Linked DNA regions of Capra hircus: region 2 is linked to region 1. A link is a contact called in public Hi-C data. All regions are on one chromosome and are shown on one strand. Each heading gives the region's core, a stretch centred on a gene start, on an enhancer-like site or on the middle of the called end of the contact. The rest is flanking DNA. Distances are from core to core; before and after follow the strand shown.

Region 1 (6,444 bases), core at 3,421-5,920:
GGTTATTGATCTTTCTCCTGGCAATCTTGATTCCAGCTTGTGCTTCATCCAGCCCAGCATTTCACATGATGTACTCTGCACATAAGTTAAATAAGCAAGAGGCACCCCAAAATGCATTTTAAGATAGCCAGCATGGCATCTGTGTCCATCCATGTGCTTAGTCCCTCAGTCCTGTCTGACTCTGAGACCCCATGGACTGTAGCCGGCCAGGATCCTCTGTCCATGGGGCTTCTCCAGGCAAGAATACTGGAGTGGGTTGCCATGCCCTCCTCCAGGGTATCTTTCCAACCCAGGGATCAAACCCAGTCTCCCACATTGCAGGCGGATTCTTTACCATCTGAACCACCAGGGAAGCCCAAGAATGCAAGAGTGGGTAGCCTATCCCTTCTCCAGGGGATCTTCCTGACCCAGGAATTGAACTGGGGTCTCCTTCATTACAGGCTGATCCTTTACCACCTGAGCTACCAAGAAAACCATACTGGTTGTCAAATATTTGTCTATCGCACCTACAGTTTGATCATTTAAAAGGTAAGTTGTAGATTCAAAGTTCATCAGTGTTTTTGGCTCCAAAGCAAAGAACAATCTGGACTCTATAATATAGAACTTATGACAGCACTGACCTCAAGTTTACCTCTCTTATTGACTTGAACGCTTTGGTACACAAGCACTTGATTTCTTATTTTTTTGATAGACTGTTATCCGTTTCATGCTAAATCCAACACTATGTTTAATTTCAGGTTTTGTCTGACATCTATTCCAATTACTGATATAAAACAAAATCCACTCCTGACTGACTTTTTTTACTCTACATGTTGCAGATGACACCACCCTTATGGCAGAAAGTGAAGAGGAACTAAAAAGCCTCTTGATGAAAGTGAAAGAGGAGAGTGAAAAAGTTGGCTTAAAGCTCAACATTCAGAAAACAAAGATCATGGCATCTGGTCCCATCACTTCATGGGAAATAGACAGGGAAACAGTGGAAACAGTGTCAGACTTTATTTTTTGGGGGTTCCAAAATCACTGCAGATGGTGACTGCAGCCATGAAATTAAAAGATGCTTACTCCTTGGAAGAAAAGTTATAACCAACCTAGATAGTATATTCAAAAGCAGAGACATTACTTTGCCGACTAAGGTCCGTCTAGTCAAGGCTATGGTTTTTCCTGTGGTCATGTATGGATGTGAGAGTTGGACTGTGAAGAAGGCTGAGTGCCAAAGAATTGATGCGTTTGAACTGTGGTGTTGGAGAAGACTCTTGAGAGTCCCTTGGACTGCAAGGAGATGCAACCAGTCTATTCTGAAGGAGATCAGCCCTGGGATTTCTCTGGAAGGAATGATGCTAAAGCTGAAGCTCCAGTACTTTGGCCACCTCATGCGAAGAGCTGACTCATTGGAAAAGACTCTGATGTTGGGAGAGATTGGGGGCAGGAGGAGAGGGGGACGACCGAGGATGAGATGGCTGGATGGCATCATGGATTCGATGGACGTGAGTCTGAGAGAACTCCGGGAGTTGGTGATAGACAGGGAGGCCTGGCGTGCTGCGATTCATGGGGTCGCAAAGAGTCAGACACAACTGAGCGACTGAACTGAACTGAACTGTTGCTCAGGAAAATTTTTGCGAAGAGGTTGATTAACTAGCTTAACTGGGAACAAATACATTTTTTATCAGCTCTTTTAAAATATGTAGACATGCAGGAATACAAAAACATTACATCAACTAGGAAAGCAAAAAGAAAGTTAAATTGGAAAAAAAAAATTTATGCAATGTTATGTCCTAATAGACCAGAGTAAATTCATTTCTATTTACTTAGGTTTATGAAAAAGACCCTGATGCTGGGAAAGATTAAAGGTAACAGGAGAAGGGGGTGGTAGAGGATGAGATGGTTAGATAGCATCATTGACTCAGTGGACATGAATTTGAGCAAACTCCAGCAAACAGTGGAGGACAGAGGAGTCTGTCACGGCTACAGTCCATGGGGTTGCAAAGAGTCAGACGCCACTGAGCAAAATGTACAACGTGGATAAAGCTACGGGGGATGAGAGTAATAGAGTAAAACAGAATGAGCTAAGGATTTATTAGCATCCTACTTTAAACAGATTTTGTGCTTCTCTCAACCTACACGCTCTGTAAGACAAAACAATTGTTTGTTCCCCTGCTTTCACCTGCAGTCTAACTGAGAGTGTGCACATAGTAGGTGCTCAGTAAATATTTCAGACTAATATTTTTGTTGCTCATCTGACACCCTGTAATTGCAGCCAACTTCTTTCTCTCTTTCTTTTTTCAAGAACTTGTTATCCCCTTGTCAGGCCCCTCTTCTTTCTTCCCTTTATCTTCCTTTAGCAAGAGATTTCTTCCCCCCTCCTTACCTTCTCCCTTCAAAGTATGTCACAGGAAGAAGTTTAGGAGATACTCAGAGAATTTCAGTAAAAGACAATAGAACCTTTACACATGACCACATTTGCTATTCCACCTCTCATGTTTTACATTTTTAGTCAGGAAGCCCTGAATTGACCCGACTTAAATATTTATTAATGTCTGGGAGTGGGGGATTAATGTCTGTTGTTCTCTTGTAGGTCTCACAAAGTTAAGAGAAAGAATCCACAACCGAAAAGCATTCGCATCCAGCCCTTGTCTGATTGTGCATTACTTGTAAGAGAAACTGACCAAACCCCATTCCCAGAGGCAGTCTGTATGGATAATCTGAGGTCAATCTGTCTTAGCCTTAAGACCGTAAGATTCCCTTTCCATTTCCAAAGAACTGAGAGAATTGCTTTCCTCTCAAGAGGTGGGTCTGCCTGCAAGGTAAAAGCAATAGAAGCAAGCTTTAATGCAGTCTCCTATCCTTCCTGCTGGGACGACTGGAGGGGCTCCCCAGCCACGCAGGTTTACTCCATTCTAGTCAGGCTGTGTGTGCTCAACGAGGGAAGGGGTGGAGCTCATCAGGCAGCCTGAGCATCTCCAAGGAAACCAGGTTCCTCCAGGCGCACAGGGACATGCGTGAGTCTGTCAGTCCCTGACCACCTGGCTCAGGCTGCCCTGAGACGTGGCCACGAGGATGACCCTATCATCAGAGGAGCCACGCACAGTCCTGACCCTTAGGAAGAGAGGACGGATGTTCAGGAGCTGGTTGCCTGGGCACCCAGTCATCGTTTAACAAGTTATCACAGATGTCAATTTTACTCTTCAATTTCAAATATAATATTGATGCTGAAATTCAAACTGGAAAAAAAAAAGTCAAGCTCCATCTGGCAGCAGAGAGCCTGATGAAGACGAGGGAGACATGCTAACAGAGATAAACCACAGCTTTCAGAGCTCTCAGATGAGAGAGTAGGCTCATTTCACATCATCCTCCCTCCCATACCTCATCCCTACCCACCCCCACTCCTGCTGGGGGTTCCAGTACTTCCAATTCTAGTTGTTGTTTAGCTGCCTATGTGATCCTGAATAAGTTGTTTCCTTGAATCTCAGTCTCTTCATCTGTGGAATGGGAATAGCAATATCGGGCCCACAGATATGAAATAAGCGATGTAAGCAGAGGACCCAGCAGAGGCTCTAGTAAATTCTAACTAAATCCAAAATCTCACTCTAAAGGATAAAGTCTTAGAAGACTAGAACTCCCAAATTAGAAGCCTCATTCTATTTTCCACATAAAGAAACCTGTCTCTCCGTTGCCCTGACACTTTATCAACACATGCTATGAAATGAATGATTTAATCATTTATTAAATGAATGATTTGAACATGCATAGCATTAGTCTTACTTATAAGTTCTTTTTTTCAGAGAATTAGGAGGCAAAAAATGTTGCAACACTGTATAATGTTAAACCACACATCTAGTTTTAACATCCTGTGTTGACACAGATATTAATTGTATAAATAATCATTTAGTCTGCATTTCTGATTAAATACGTCAACTAACTTTTTGGCTATTTAGAAATATTATTACCAATATTTTAAAAGATTACATCATCCAATAAGAAGTATTCACTGCTTCAGTTTTAAAGAGTGATATAATGCCACAGCCCTGTGTGCTACCAAACAGGTAATAGTGTTGCCTTATAAAGGCAAAGAATTTAGGCAAAGATTAATAAATTTTCTTACTTGACTTAGAAAGCCAAAGTTGAACCTGTGTGACAACTGCCGGAGAAAATGTAATAACCGAAGCATAAGCAAATTGTTTTAAATTTTTATAGAGTTTTAAAAAATAATTAGCACCCTTTAACCTTCTCTATCCCACACTCAGTTTCACTCTATGCCCTCAGCTTAATTTAAATTATGGGTGTAATACATTAACATAACCAGGGCTTTTCTGGTGACTCAGACAGTAAAGAATCTGCCTGCAATACAAAAGACCTGAGTTCGATCCCTGGAAGATCTGGAGAAGGGAATGGCTACTCACTCCAGTATTCTTGCCTGGAGAATTCCATGCCAGAGGATCCTGGCAGGCTACAGTCCATGGGGTTGCAAAGAGTTGGAAATAACTAACATTAACTAACACATGATCCATTTGCCTTAACTTTGCATTAACTTAAATAGCACTAAGATGCTACTGTATTTTTATGAGAACCAAATTGTGAACAAGAATGTTAAAGCACTTAAATGTACCACGTTGTGACACTTTTAAAATGGTTGATCCTTTCCCTTTTTGAGAATTGTACTTGATGATGGAGCCTCCTTGTGGGGAGTTAGTAGTACTTCAGTCATTCAAATCACAGGTAAAATGTCTTAGTTTTTTCCTCATTCACAGTGGGAGCACCTATAGTAGTGCTTGCAAGAATCTATGTATTTCTGGTGAGCCCCTGACATGCAGAGGTCAGCAGGCACTGAACGACTAACAGGGAATGGTGACCTCTGCTATCTCTCCTTTGGCTTGTCTATAGACTTTGTAGCTAAAGGTAAAGCAGAGTTAACAAGGGTTAACAGCATTTTTTTTTTTAAGTTAAACGGACTGTTAGATTCTTTGGCAAGAAAACAAGGTGACTGACAACTGTTGACTTTTAAACTGGACCACTTAGTGGGAACCCTGCCAATGCAGGAAACATGAGACATGGGTTCAGCCCCTGGGGTGGGAAGATCCCCTGAAGGAGGGCATGGCAACCCACTCCAGTATTCTTGCCTGGAGAATCCCATGGACGGAGGAGCCTAGAGGGCTACAAGTCCATAGGGTCACAAAGAGTCGGACACAACTGAAGTGACTTAGCAAACACACATGCTTTGAGGGAGAGGTTCGAGCCACCCGGATCAGCCAGCTCAACTTCGTGAACAAACATGATTAACAACTGTCAGATTCTGGTGGCTTGTGCTTTCTTCACCAGCATACAGGGAGATTTAGCTGAAGGAGGAACATTCAGGGACAAGAGTGTTATGATAAAGATTTATCCTCTACTCCTTCAGTCATGTGGAGAGGATAAACAGATAAGGATATAAAAAAATTATCTGAATCCAAGAGAGCAAATGCTAAAATAACTATGATTAAAAGGTAAGACTGACATACAGTTTAAAAAAAAAAACTGAGGAAAATTTAGTTGCACTACTCAGACACACAACTTAAAACTCCTGCTATGGTGTTATACTTTCAGGGGCTCAGGCCAGTAGCCCAGACCTCACTCAGAGGTACGGGGTAGAAAAGAAAGTACCTTCAGCTGACAGTCCCCAACACCCAAGTGTCCACTGCAGTGAAAAACAGGTGGAAAACTGGAATTAGCAAGCCAGAGTATAGCGAAAAAGGACGTGATATAGGGAGACAGAAGTCAGCACAGGGATTCGTCCATAGATCTTTGTTACAGAACTGGGGTGTAAATATGTAGAAAAAAATTGCCATGAGCCCTAGGAGAGGGTGACTATGGTAAAACTGGAGATGAATGAATGCAGATATTTGAAATCACACTAGACTGGATGATGCTGGAGCTATAGGCAAACCAGAGATGGAGAGATTTCATGGAGCACATTGGGCATTCATTTAAGACAACAGAGAGACTATAACTTGCCAATGAAAATCAGGTCCACAAATAAGAGTCATATCCTAGGACTAAGGCCACAACTAAAGAAGACTAGCTCAAACATTAAAAACCAAGTCAGAAAGGATCTAAAGGACCACTGATAATTTAAGCAAAATGTCCTTCAAAGGAAAACAAAGTTTTCATTGTTTACAATGTACTATCTCAATGTCAGACATATAATTTAAGATAACTAGACAAGGGGAAAAAAAAAGAGAGAGAAATACCAACCATAATTCAGGACATATTAAACCAAACTACACAGACTTTTGTATAGCCTAGCTGTTTGAAACAGCAGATAAGAACTTTAAAAAGCACCTATTATAAATATGATTCAGGACTTAAAAGGTGGACATAGTGAATGAATGTGTGGAGACTCTAAGAACTAAAAATTCTATTTATTGCTACAATTTATTGTTTCTATTTTAGAACTTTATATGGAGTCCTCTA
Region 2 (6,889 bases), core at 2,465-4,964, 300 kb before region 1:
TAGGACTTTCAATCAAGTGTTCTTTGTTTTTGAGACTCTATCCCAACCTCTTGCTTCCTTTGTCCGGTAACTCATGATGATTGCTTAATGCTTTCCAGCTGTTTTTACTTCCAAGATTTTAAGTTTTTCTTTCACTGACCAAGAGGCACTGAACAACTTATAAGGCAATGATATTTTGAATGAAGTTACTTCTTGTATTTCTCTCCCAGTTTTGCCCCATTGCTACAATCTGCCCCAAATAGAATCTAGCCTGTCTCCCATAGTCCATCCAGTGGCTACCAGTGAGTACCATGACCTGATATTCCTGTGCAGAATTCCTCACTTATGCACCAGCTTAGCACGTCCATCTGTGCCAGGGCTTGTTGGCAATGTAGTTTCTACTCTGTTTCCTTCATACATGCTGTGTATCGTTAGACAGTCCATAAGCTCAAATTGTCTGTGAAAATGATGCAGTCTGTAAATCTTTACATGGGAAAACTACTAGAGAAGTTGGCTTAAGGATGACTTGGTTCAAGATCCAATGGCCCAATAGAAAGTGTTTCTTTTGCAAGGTGGATTGTCTAATTATTCTGATAAAATTATGTTCTCTTTGTACATTCTTTTCCTGGAATGTTTAGCCAAGTGCCAAAGCCTGACAAAAAGAGCAGAGGGCTAGAAGTCATCAGTGCAGGGTTCTAGACTCAGCTTGGAACTAGCTCAGTGATCCTGATCAAGCCACCTACTTCTTTCCTTGGTCATTGTTGATTTCACCAGGCAAGAACTTGGGCTAAGGAAAAAAAGAATTATTGAACCTGTGGTAAAGATGCTTTTATATAGTGTCAAGAACTGTGAAGATTCTGAGAGTGTAGCTTACTTAAAATATAACAAGTTAGCCTGTCACGATTTTGTGGGTGCTGTTAAAAAAACAAACAAACATGATATTCCTGGATCAGAGACCAAAGGCTTTATTATTATGACCTAGCAAGCAGCAAGAGCATCAGCACGTTTGCATCAGTTTTCCTTGCTCCCAGGTTGCATAGGTCTGGCACAGATGGACACAGAAGGAAGCCTGTGCACCACTGGTTGCATTTCAGGACAGGGGTTCTGAGTTTAGGGACCCTGGGCATAGTGCAGTATTCTAAAGGACAGTTTCCACCAGAAGATGGTACTTTGCTTCTTGTGAATACCATGTCATCATGGACTACAGTTTTGTATGTTTTTCTTGTATGTCTCTAATAGATCTGAATACAAATTACTGATTTATACATTTTAATTTTATTAAAGTATAGTTAATTTACAATGTTTTGTTAATTTCAGCTGTATAGCAAAGTGATTCATTTATTTGTCTATATATTCTTTTTCATATTATTTTCGTTATAGTTTATCACAGGATATGAATATATTTGCCTCAGCTATACAGTAGGACTTTGTTGTTTATCCATTCTAAATCATTGATATTTTACTTAATGATTTCATCTGTGCTTTATAAATATAATAGATCTAATTCTAGAGCCATGAGACAAGTATTTATGTTAAATGAAGGATATAGATAGGAAATAAGAAAAAGTAAAGGTTGCAATATAGTTCAGGTTGGTATTTAAAGATGGCCCTGTGTGAAAATTGCAATATATAATCCATGTGCTTTTCCATTTCAGTATTTAAATCCTGTCTTCAAATAGTAAGCCAAACAATTCCTTTCATGCCCTCTACTGGATATTGTTGTTCAGTCACTAAGTCATCTGGCTCTTTGTGACCCCATGGACTGCAGCACACCAGCCTCTCCTGTCGTTCACTATCTCCCAGAGTTTGCTCAAACTCATGTTCATTGAGTTGGTGATGCTATCTAACCATCTCATCCTCTGCCTCCTCCCCTTTCTCCTTTTGCCTTCAATCTTTTCCAGCATCAGGGTCTTTTCCAATGAGTCAGCTCTTCGCATGAGGTGGCCAAAGTATTGGAGCTTCAGCTTCAACATCAGTCCCTCCAATGAATATTCAGGGTTGATTTCCATTAGGATAGACTGGTTGGATCTCCTTGCGGTCCAAGGGACTCTCAAGAGTCTTCTCCAGCACCACAATTTGAAAGCATCAATTCTTCAGCGCTCAGCTTTCTATTGGATTTTAGAAGTTAAACACTGATAACACTGGAAGGTAATCTAGGAATATTGAAAATAATTTGCAAATGGAAACAAAAAACTGGTGAATTTTTTAGGGAGAGAGGAAGAAAGTTAATTAACCCTCCCCTGCACAAAACTTATGTGTATGTTTATTGGCATATTTGCATTGCTCTCAGTTTTCTACAAGGTAACTTTCACCTCTGCAGAATTATGAAACAACCTAGTCAAAGGTGCATATATTTCTATAGGCAAATAATCCCCAATGGTTGCAGCCTTTCCTTGAAAAGATATTAGTCTCATATGCTTATTCTAACATCTTCAATATTTCCTTAAATGGATCAAGAAGAAGATAAATGAATAGGATCAATTTAGAAGCACTTTGTCCTTATGAATTGCCGTTGGGTTTGGATTGGAGAATCGATAAGAAAGATTAGAAAAATTAGCTATTTTCTCTTCCAGCAATATTTCAGAGTACCAGCAGAGTATTTTAGAGGTGAATCATAGAAGAAAAGATATTTTCAGTCATTCATTCAGGAAACTGAAACTTGTTTATACCAGCTATATGCCTAACTCCAATGGAAGCTTTGAGTCCACATAAGGTTCCAGGGAACTATCTCCTGGAATTTATAGTTACAGTCACAATTACTCCTGTATCAGAAAATATTTAACCCCAAGTAAGATGAGCTGTAAACACAGCTGCGGAAAATCCGAAAACACAGTGTGCTAAGTCTTGTTCACTTCTTCACCACTTTAGGCAGGATGACCACCTTTTTTTTCATGACTACTAAACTTGTCTGTGAATTTTTCATCATAGTCTTCCTTTACCCACTCCCATAATCCCTAGCCCTAATGCCAGAACATTCGTGGTCATGCTAAAGGTCTATGAGAATACCCTAGCAATATAGTAGGTCTTAAAACTGACATCACAGTGGGCCTGGAGTAAGATTTTCTTTAGTATCAAAATCATAACCTTCTCCTAGTCAAGGGCCTTATTTACAGGGCTTTAATAGTCATGTGTCTTATCTAAGATATTATTTAGACTTGATTTTAAGTTGGCAAAACTTCAAAGCAAATTAAACCTTTACTGACATAAATACAAACTATGAAGGGGCAGGAGTGCCATCAGTGGGAAAGAAATATGACACATATCTACCAGAAGGTGGCAATGTTGCTTCTCCAAACTTTTCAGATCCGAAAGGTTCCTGGCAGGACAGAAACTGCTGCTGCTGTTGTTGCTGCTAAGTCGCTTCAGTCGTGTCCGACTCTGTGCTACGCCATAGACGGCAGCCCACCAGGCTCCCCCGTCCCTGGGATTCTCCAGGCAAGAACACTGGAGTGGGTTGCCATTTCCTTCTCCAGTGCATGAAAGTGAAAAGTGAAAGTGAAGTCACTCAGTCGTATCCAACTCTCGGCGACCCCATGGACTGCAGCCTACCAGGCTCCTCCATCCACGGGATTTTCCAGGCAAGAGTACTGGAGTGGGGTGTCATTGCCTTCTCTGGGGACAGACTAGGTGTGGTTATTTCTAAACTCATTTTACATTGAATTCATAGGAATCCTTTACAGAACAGAAAGTGACTTGGCTAAGCTTCTAAGTTTGTCATCACAGTCCAAATATCTTGTTGATTAGTCACTAGGCTGTGCCTGACTCTGCGATCCCATGGACTATAGCCCACCAGGCTCCTCTGTCCATGGGATTTCCCAGGCAAGAAGACTGGAGTGGGGTGCCATGTCCTTCTCCAGGGGATCTTCACAGCTCAGGAATCAAACCCATGTCTCCTGCATTAGCAGGCAGGTTTTACAACTAAGCCACCAAAGAAGCCTGTATTCAAAATATACACAGAGGCAAAACACAAGAAGAGTATTTTGTAAGTAGCGTATGAGTCCATAGATGTATTGAACTGTTACAATGAGGACGGTTCCTTGCTGAAAGTTTCATGTGGAAGACACAGAGAAGCAAAGGACCTCAACCCTTAAAAAATTTGGAATATACTCTGGAAGAAGAACTTTATTCATAAACTGATCAGAATTTGTTTTAAAATTCTGGCCCCAATCTACCTAGATTCTCCTGGATCTTTTCTCAGAGACACTAAACATACTGCTTCCTATCTAACTGTGGGGTCTTTATCCTTAGCTTTTCATGGCCATTTTCTTCACCACATTTACTTGTTTGGCTTGAAATATCTCAAGCCCTTACACTTTTGGTGCTGGAAGGCAAAGAAAATAAGTCTTGGCATGGCCCCATCCCAGTGGAAATAAAGGGGACTTTTCTCAACACTTCTTCCCAGGCAGCCAAACAGCTCCAGACTCCAAGATCCCGGATTACGCCCAACTTGAGCCTTGCAATCCTCCCAAGGCCAACATGACATTTCCCACAGAAACCTCAGCAGCCTACCCACACTTAACAAAAGTTTGACAGCCAAGAAAAAAAAAGGGGACTTATATTGCTTATATTCCCAACTTTAACTTTTCACAATCTGCATTTCAGGATATTTACTAGCATGTTATGACCAAAAACATGCTAATTAACCAGAAGCTCCTTAGCTGGCTTAAACAGCAATGATAGTAATGAGTAGCCTTTTCTAGGTCCTTCTGTGCATCATGCGAAGGCTCTTATTTGGTTTCCATGAAATGAAAATCTAGTTTACTAGACTCTGACTCAGAAAGCTCAGTAATCTCAGTGAGCATCTCTGGCAAAATGTTGCACAACTCTAGAACTCACATAGACAGGGCAGAAGGAGCAGTTAGCTGTGTGTTAGTTTGCGCACACATGCCAAGTGGCTTCAGTCATGTCCAACTCTTTGCGACCCTATGGACTTTATGGAGCCCGCCAGTCTCCTGTGTTCACGGGATTCTCTAGGCAAGAATACTGGAGTGGGTTGCCATGCCCTCCTCTAGGGGATTTTCCCAACCCAGAGATTGAACCAGAGTCTCTTACCACTATCGGCACCTGGGAAGCCTGTGTGTTAGTTTATTTACAGGCAAAAGAAATAATACAGTCAATGTCTGTACCATCACTGAACATCTGCCGTTCCTCTGCTCTCCACCACCTCTCAAGTTTGAGATTCTTTTGCTGGTTAAAGCTCACTGCTGAGAACACAATGGCTGATGCTACACAGGGGGAAATGCCAGGTCAGCAACTGAACCGCTAAAGCCATATGTGCCTGCTCCATAAATGCCCATTTTTCATCTTTAGTGGGCTTCAAAGTTAAATAGCTAAGACAGACAATGCAAAAAAAAAAAAATATATGACCACAGCAAAACACTGCGCTGACTAAATTAAGTCTTCATACCGATCATGCATTTTTAATGGGAACGTTTATGGAAATTGTCTCCTAACGTTTAGGCAGTATTTTTTTTTTCTTCATTGGTTATTTATGATGCTTTGAGCTGGAAACATGAGCTAAGTGGGAAAGCCAGAGAATGGGATTTACTTAACAACCACAACCCTGTCCTTTCATAAATAAAAAGAAGAAAGCTGATCATCTCTTCAAGTTGCTTTGTGATAAATAAACCTAAGACAAAAAAGCTACCAGGATTCATCACATCTTTTTTTTTCTTCCCAACCTGGAATTCCCTAATACATAGTATCTGACGGGTTTCTTTTCTTTGTTACAGATTGTCTGCCATGGTGCTTAGCTTAATTGTGCCATTTTATTATTTGGAATGTGAAAGAAAACATTTTAATGAAATTGAAGAGCTTAATAATTAAATGCCTTCAGCCAGATGAAAATGGCTGACAGAGGTGGTGGGGGTGGGGTGCTAGAGATTAACATAAAATTAGGTCTTAGAGTAGAAAACAAGGGAGAACTTGAGAACCTCAAGAGTAAAACTGGCCCCCGAGCCTATTCAGTTCTTTAGTGTTGATGTCGGGCCTCTCAAATGCAGTCTTTATTTTGGAATGTGAGTGTGAGATTCCCTAGGAGATTATTAAAGTTCTGCAGTGGATGTAGCCCTGGGATTAGGCTTCTGCAAAGAGATTTGCTCCTGTAAAACTGGGTAACTGAGCCCACGTGCTGAGGCTCAAGGCTGGACCATCACGTATTTGTACAAGTCTCAAATTAAGACACGTTTCCTAAATAGCCATCCAGGCAATTCTGCTGTCTTCAGAGAAGCTGAAAACTGACCTAGGCTCTGTGTCCTAAAAGAATGCATTAATCCCCACTTCACACTGACAATAATCCCTAGAAATATTGTAAACAGACTTCAAATGCCTGGAGTAAATAGGAAATCTGGGACCCACCAGAGGGAACTTGTGAGGCAGCTTATTTGTGTTTTAGAAGGAGATCCTGTGAGCCACTCATGACCATTCCCATGTCTAAAGGAGCCTTTTCATATTCTGTTTTTAAGAAGCCGAGAGACTTTTGCAACCCATGGTAAATAAGACGTAGCAAACAGGACACAATAACTGCTTAGTTAACTGTCACAGATGATGATTCCCCTCCAGCCAGACTGTGACATGCTCCTAAATCTTCACAGGAGGTTGGTGACAAAGGTGAGCTTCACTTAGCCCAGACCTGACAGACTGTGGGTTATGCTCATCCGATCTCTACCCTTTGTTGAGCCCATGCTTAAAATAGTACCTTCCTGCCTGGGTACCTTCTGAGGTGAGACATAGAGCTAGCTGGAAGAGAGCCAGGGAAGAGAGGGTGAAGCAGTCAATGGAAATTAGAGGAGCTATCGTGCCTACTGAAATGGCTCCAAATGGGACAATTAGCTGGCCCAGCAGGCAGACTCATTGTCAAAACTGAGACATGAGGTTCACTGCAAGTCTCCTTGCTGTGTAGACACAGGGT

Evidence for each region. A called contact is a pair of places that touch in the nucleus more often than the background predicts.
Region 2: a contact with region 1 is called in a Hi-C map of blood, with 4 times the contacts expected there. The contact joins two enhancer-like sites. A contact is called at or near these places in 2 of 5 Hi-C or Micro-C datasets (both in blood).

Annotation. Positions count from the first base shown.
Region 1 is chr10:31,502,942-31,509,385 of ARS1.2, reverse strand. No RefSeq gene overlaps it. Among named protein-coding and RNA genes, the nearest start is that of GPR135, 18 kb to the right of the region's middle. Within about 2 kb of position 4,670, at least 1 of the 5 cell types and tissues checked has an H3K27ac peak or open chromatin away from gene starts, as enhancers often do.
Region 2 is chr10:31,805,891-31,812,779 of ARS1.2, reverse strand. No RefSeq gene overlaps it. Among named protein-coding and RNA genes, the nearest start is that of TRNAG-UCC, 28 kb to the left of the region's middle. Within about 2 kb of position 3,714, at least 2 of the 5 cell types and tissues checked have an H3K27ac peak or open chromatin away from gene starts, as enhancers often do.